2 separate regions of the Rattus norvegicus genome follow, and region 1 is linked to region 2. A link is a contact called in public Hi-C data. All regions are on one chromosome and are shown on one strand. The core of a region is the stretch at or near the end of the contact, and the rest is flanking DNA. Distances in the headings are between cores, read along the strand shown. Region 1 has its middle 140 kb from the start of Adgrl2. Region 2 has its middle 240 kb from the start of Adgrl2.

Region 1 (3,328 bases), core at 530-3,029, 99 kb after region 2:
TCAATAACCAGGATGGTCAGCATCACCTTTGACCTCCAACTCGGTTAACTGGTCTGCTTCCGGGAAGTGTTTCTGTGTTTGTTTAAGACGCTTCTTCTCTGATGGAAGAGACCAAACCATGAGGGAGGGGGAATCTTCTCTGACCTCCGAGCAAATTCAATGTTCAGACTCGTCAAAGAAGACATCTGAAGTGGGTACTGTCATTAGCTGGGAGCCCTTGAGAAAATTGTTTATCTTCCTTTCTATCTTCTCTCTCTCCCTCCCTCCCTCCCTCCCTCCCTCCCTCCCTCTCTCCCTCCCTCTCTCTCTCTCTCTCTCTCTCTCTCTCTCTCTCTCTTCCCTTCGAGGTAGGAAATGAAAACTCAGAGGACTGGGTAGAGGAGCACTGAGCAAAACTAGCGCAGCCGGCCAGCTCCCTCAGCAGCTATGCAAAGGGACACGGTGGCAAGTGTATTTCTGTTTCAACAAGACACAGTGATTCGGACGAATCTACTCGGTTTATCTTGTAAAAATCAGACAGCCCATGTTTGCGTGTAAAAGCCGCAAAAATCATTACGATCGATACTTAAGTCAGAAAACCACTAGTGAGTCTTCATTCTGGTCAACAGCCTCTAACAGCTATTGTTACTGCTCATGTTAGATCGCTATAGTCCTGTCAGCCTGTATTTACTTACGATTATTTATTTATTTATTTATTATTTATTTATTTATTTATTTATCTATCTTTAATCTTTTTACAGGTCAGTCATTATCCCCCTCCTGGTTCGCCCTCCAACAATCCCATTCCTCCTCCTCTTCCCCTCCAAGACTATGTCCCCACTCCCATCCCTACCCTGCCAGGCCTTTCCACTCCCTGGGGCCTCAAGTCAAGGGTTTGGTGCCTCTTCTCTCACTGAGGCCAGACCAGGTAGTCTTCTGCTGTCTGTTTCGAGTCCTTGGACCAGCTAGTGTATGATGCCTGGTTGGTGGTGTTAGCATTTTATCTAGACTCCACCCCACAGTTACATGGCAACAGCCAGGTGTGCCTGCCTCACTATAAAAGGAGCTGCTTAGCCCCTCCTCTCTCTTGCCTTCTTGCTCCTGCTCTGTCCTCTTGTCCGGCTCCCCCTCTTGCCCCATTCCTCTCTTCCCTCTCTCTGAATACTCATGGCTGCCCCCCTCCCTCTCCCTCCCTCTCTCTCCCTTTCTCTGTCTCTACTATCCTCTGAACTCCCCTCCTCATGCCATGCCTTGCCTGAACTCTATTCTATACTAAACCATCTGTGGATGGTCCCTCAGTGTGAAGGGATCAGCATGGGCCCGTGGAGGCACCTCCTTCCCACACACCTGACTACACAAACACCAAACACATTCTTCCCCCTCATCTTTATAAAACACACAGGTGGCTCAGTGTCTGAGAGATTTCAGGGGTCCAGGCTAGTTGAGACTGCTGGTGCTCCTCCTCCTCAGCTTCTTCTAGCCTTTTCCTCATTCAACCACAGGGATCCCCAACTTCAGTCCGTTGGTTGGGAGTAAGGATCTGTGTCTGACTTGGCTCCTGCCTGTAAGCACACTATAGTGTCAGCAATAGTGTCAGGCCTTGGAGCCTCTTTTTGAGATGGGTCCCTATTTGGGTCCCTGGACCTCCTTTTCCCCAGTCTCTTCTCCAGTTCTTTTAAGAGAGCTGCAAAGGAATTTTTTTTTCCTAATAAAGTCAAATGAGAAAGCCATGTGGGCTGGGAACGATAGAATGTTTTTTCTGGAGCCGAATTCTGACTCATGATTTAAAAATGCTTGTGAAAAACTATGCGGAGACCCATCAGTCATCACTGGTCTCTTAGGCTCACAGCACTGGCTTGCTTAAGGATTACTATGCCTTTGAAATATTTCCACAAGGCTTTCAGCTTCGATAGCACAACATAGAAAGATGTGCATATGCGTGTGCGTGTGTGTGTGCATACATGTGTATGTGTGTGTGTGCGTGTGTGTGAGTGTGTGTGTGCATGAGCTTGTGTGTGTGCATACATGTGTATGTGAGTGTGAGTGTGAGTGTGTGTGTGAGTGTGTGTGTGTGTGTGTGTGTGTGTGTGTGTGTGTGTGTGACCTATAGCAGCTGAAGAGTAAGTGAGCTTGCCTGCACTGGATTTCCTAGGGATCAGTTGTCACTTCAAACTCTCATCGTTTGTACACTAGGATCCATACACATAATGACATCTCACAACCTGTTCAGAAAAACTTCCAGAAACTATAGGCTTTTAAAACCGAACCTGCCTGTCAAGACTTCTGAGAACAGGAATGCCTTCAGGGGAGGGAGGGGGATGCCAGTGAGGTGGTGAGGTCTACTGAAACACTCTCTCTCTCTCTCTCTCTCTCTCTCTCTCTCTCTCTCTCTCTCTTTCTCTTTCTCCTTACCTGGGGATGTCAGAGCTATTGTTCATGTTCTGTCTGATTGATTTTGACAGGAAGTTGCTTCTCTGGACTTTCCAGCTCAGGTTAGTGGCCACATTACCTTGAGATGAACTTTGGGTTCCTGACAGTCCCCACTAGTACTAAATACCTCTTAAGGACGCACAAATAGTGTGGGCAAGGCACATGATGCTTGAAGAGGCTCTACCCTCAAGACGTCCACATTTTCCAGCTTGGTGGTGGTCTCAGCTATCCTTGTGTGTGGCCCTTTGGAGACTCAATCTGACCCAGCAGAAATCCCCACTCTGAACGTAGTGAAAATGGTCAGGATTTACCTCAAATCCAGTCCCAGTCATCCGAACTCTAACCCTCATGCTCTGGTCTGTGTGTGCTCTTTGAGGTCTCAAAGCCATGGGCAGGGAGCACCTGGAAGACACTCTTACCTGAAACATCTTAATTTTATTACACTGTGAAGCAACCTCACTTTCCCCCACTTGTCAGTAACGTTTCCTACTGAAGCTTGAGATTTAATGCAGTCATTTGACAGAAAGGAGGTGATCTGGAACTGTTTTCTTAGTGAAATATGTGGTGGGGAGGACCATCCTTAGAGAAAACGTCAAGGTCAAGAAATAAGACAAGCTGGCTTCCTTCCAGTAACCTTCTGGGAGGCAATCCTTTCAAGTTGTTCCTACTTTCTTTTTTACGAAAAATTATAATGGGTAAAAATTTTATAGTTCAAATCTTTGGACCCATCCCACCCCATGGAAGCAAAGTTCAGTTTTAAGCCTGAATTTCAAGCTTGAATTGAGAGAAACATGTATCACCCCCTCCTCTATTCATCTAAATACATGAAACATCTTTCGTCTGCTTACAGAAAAAAGGCACATGAAATTTGCTTCTTTAAGTGGAGGCAAGGAATTTGTCCTGGTTCTATTTTTTGGTG
Region 2 (3,725 bases), core at 628-3,127:
CACACACACACACACACACACACACACACACACACACACAAACTCTGCATATACACATGCACACCATGTACATATCTATCTTGGAAAATAATCTCCAAAGGAGAAAAATCTCATTATAATGGAGTTTTCTTATATTTAAGTTTTTATTGTAATTTTAAATTTATGTGTAGGTATATGTCTCTGCACATGGGTGGGTGCACGCTAGTGGCATGCTCATAGAGACTAGAGGCGTTGGACCACAGCGACCTGGAGATGGAGGTGGTCGTGAGCCACCTGGTTTGGGTGCTGAGAACCTAACTTGGTTCCTCTGGGGGAGCATCAAGTGCTCACTTGCTGACATAGCTCTCTAGCCCGATGTTTTTAGTACAAACCTCAGATTAAGTGGTAAGCATTTGATAGTAAAAAGCACTTTCCTATCCCCCTCAAATTTTATTAAACAAAGAAAATGTAAGAGAATAAATCCTGGGCAGGCAAGAAGACTTAGCACGCAGAGGTATGTCCAAGTGACCCTGACAGCCTGTAGGGATTCCCAGACTCACAGACCAGCAAAGAGAGCAGACTCCTGAGAACTGTCCTCTGGTCACCCACCTACAGCCACCTGCATGCACCTGCACTCACGCATGCAAACACCCGCTGTTGCTTAATTATTTTTTAGAGTTGAAAACCCTGAAAATGAACAAAGGAGACTAATATGTCCTTTCTATGTTCATAAGCATGAGTACAGATATCAGGAGTGGCTATTAAAAACAAGTCTTATTGATTGATTACCATAAAGTGGCTAATGCCATTGGCTCTGAGCATTCTTGGACGCAATAGGGCTTGTTTTTCATTTGTGAATTAACAGGGATGAAATTGTTAAATAACAGGAAACGTAGACCCAAACCAAGTGGATGCACGGAGGCAATGCGTACCATAGGGAAGGCACAGGTTCAGAGCTCCCCCCCCCCCACTATTACTCCCTTTCCTAATATCTGAGTTCCTTGATGCCTTTTGCTATGATTTATTTTCCTCTTGGCCTATTGAGGCTAGTCTCCAGTATTAGGCACACGCACAATGGCCCCGCTGTTTAAGATACTAGAAAATTGGCCATGCCGATAAGTTGACATGGGTTTTTGCATTGGGAAATACTTCCGTGGCTATTTAGCACACCACTTCAATCATTTAAGACCCAAAATATATTTCATTGAAAATTGAATCTTATTAAGATAGTTAAAAGTGAACAACTTCTGAGTTTCATTCAATTTTATTTTCTCAAAGGTCCTGTTTGTAAAAGCACTTTTGAAGAAGAGGGAGGAGGAAGAAAAAAAGGAGGAGGAGGAAAAAGAAAAAGAGGAGGAGGAGGAAGAAGAAGAGGAGGAAGAGGGGGAGGAGGAGGAGGAAGAAGAGGAAGAGGAAGAAAAGAAGAGGAAGAGGAGGAGGAAGAGGAAGAAGAAGGAGAAGGAGAAGGAGAAGGAGAAGGAGAAGGAGAAGGAGAAGGAGAAGAAGAAGAAGAAGAAGAAGAAGAAGAAGAAGAAGAAGAAGAAGAAGAAGAAGAAGAAGAAGAAGAAGAAGAAGAAGAAGAAGAAGAAGAAATAGTAAAAGTGAGTCAGAGTTAAGGAATTGTTAAACTACTGAGACACAACTTCACAGAAATGGTGCTGTCCTGTCAGTTAACCTGTCTTCCCTCTGTGGGCACACCTCTGCTTTGCACGGGGAGATACACATATTGGCATGTGTTAAAATAGTCTGAATCAAATTATCATCTACTTGAGATAGGGCTGTAGCTGGGGGATGTCTCGATGACTCAAAATTCCTGCGAGAGAAGCTGCAATGTCAAACTTGTGATATGGTGTCAAGATGAAATATGCTTTGAGTTTTATTAATAGTGTGGAGCACATTCCTTCGTTCCTTCAAGTGCCCTGCCAGAACTAGGAGAGTGTTGCCAGCATCCGTGGATGGAGATCAGCTCTCCTCAACATTTTGCCACCAAGTGCCTATAAAATGTTTATACCTATAATTGTCGAATTATGTTAATTGACTGGTGAAAAGACACTAGGAAGTTGAAGTGTTCAAAAAGTATCTTTCTCAGAATCTCTTGGGTGCTCTTCAAGCTAAGCACCCAGGGGACCTTTTTTTTTTCTCTACACTGTATACAGTGAAAGTAGAATGTCTTAAAGTATCATCTCGGTCTTCACTTAATTTTGAAAAATAAGTACCAGGAAAGGGGCCTCCTTTGAATTCCCGATGAGATATACACAAGGTAGCACAGATTTGACTTTCCAGTAGGTTTTGTTTTCTTAGCTCAGTTGCACTGATATCTGTTAGGAATATTTATTTGATGTGAAGTTTGTGCACACTGTAAAGATATTTCCAGCACAGCTTGGGGCTTTAGTAACCTCAGCCAGGGGGAGATGTTAACAATAAATCAGGCACAATTGTGACTCGGGAAGAAAATGAAATAAAATATTGGTTCCTAGGAGAGATTTATTTTTCCCTACCCCCTTCTCTCAGGTCAAAATAAATAGAGATTTTTTTCTGAATGTCATTACAACTTCAATGACTTCTCGATTTTTATGTGAGACTCTTCTACTTTTGGGACTGTAGATAACCATCCTTGAGTTGCAGAATTCTGACCATATTCTATTAAAATCATTTTTCCACTTTCCTGTTAAACTGTATTTAATCCTTTGTGTCAATGTGCTGGGGAAGATAGTAAAGATATATCTGAACTTTGCCTTAAACTTCTTTAATCTTTTTTAAGCTCTCATTCATGTAACACGGCTTCAGCAATCTGATTTCAACACCTCATCTCCCAGGGGAAAAATGCTAAGATTTCCACGTTCAGAGACCAGTGGGAAACTGGTTCTCCTCCACTCAAAAGTATTTCATTCCAACCACAGCTTCTCCACAGTGCCTCCTCCAGGCCTTTCAAGTCTTTTGAATTCCAATGGGTAGCAAAGAGGCCTTTTGTAGTATCTAGAGAGCCCTAAAGCTGAGGGGACTGGTAATGACATCAGGCACAGGTGGGCTCAGAGGATTTTTATGTGGTGTGGGGGGGGGGGCGGGAATCAAACCTTTCACAGGGACAGCATATACCACCAAGAACACACTTGCCCAATACCTTTGTTCTTCCTGTTGGCCATAGGCATAGCTTCACAACCATTTGAAATTCTGCCTCATTGTCAAGGCCGTTAATGAGGTGGGATTCAGCTCTGGAAGAGATTGATGGTGCATGTTGTGCCGCGCTCCTTAGCTTCCACTGGATTCGAGGAAAGATAAATGGCTCCAGAAATGTTTATGTGCAGGCCTGCGATTCTGTTCTTGGGCCTCGGCCCTTCTTTGCCAGTTCCAAGAGTCCTTTCCAAGGTGAAGTCATCCTGAGCTGTTCTGCCTGCAAGAAATGAGCCCCAGTGTTTCCCACCATTCCTTCCTGCTTCTACTCAGTGTCCCTTATCACAGCTAAAGTCAAAGTTCATTTTATCTTCTGCCCCGTTGGCATACTTTGAATATTTTTTTGGTACAGGAAATCATTTGTTCCAACAGTGATAATAATCCCAGGCCCACGGATATCTGCTGGTAAATGGAGAGCAAGTCAGAGCTCTCCAGGTCTGAACTGACAATTAAATCATCCAGCCTAGATTGCTGATGATTGTCTACCAGTGATCCAAAGGTTTTATGACCCAGGCTGACAGGGACAGCCCATGCGATGACAACAAAACCAAGTCACACTGGACCACGTGCTTGAT

The links. Hi-C and Micro-C count contacts between places; a contact is called where the count stands out from the background.
Region 1: a contact with region 2 is called in a Hi-C map of the A7r5 cell line, with 1.9 times the contacts expected there. The contact joins two enhancer-like sites. A contact is called at or near these places in 2 of 12 Hi-C or Micro-C datasets (the A7r5 cell line and liver).

What each region holds. Positions count from the first base shown.
Region 1 is chr2:240,350,567-240,353,894 of GRCr8, forward strand. No RefSeq gene overlaps it. Among named protein-coding and RNA genes, the nearest start is that of Adgrl2, 140 kb to the right of the region's middle. Within about 2 kb of position 1,780, at least 8 of the 93 cell types and tissues checked have an H3K27ac peak or open chromatin away from gene starts, as enhancers often do. A contact at or near this core is called in the A7r5 cell line, where this site is marked.
Region 2 is chr2:240,251,909-240,255,633 of GRCr8, forward strand. No RefSeq gene overlaps it. Among named protein-coding and RNA genes, the nearest start is that of Adgrl2, 240 kb to the right of the region's middle. Within about 2 kb of position 1,878, at least 2 of the 93 cell types and tissues checked have an H3K27ac peak or open chromatin away from gene starts, as enhancers often do. A contact at or near this core is called in the A7r5 cell line, where this site is marked.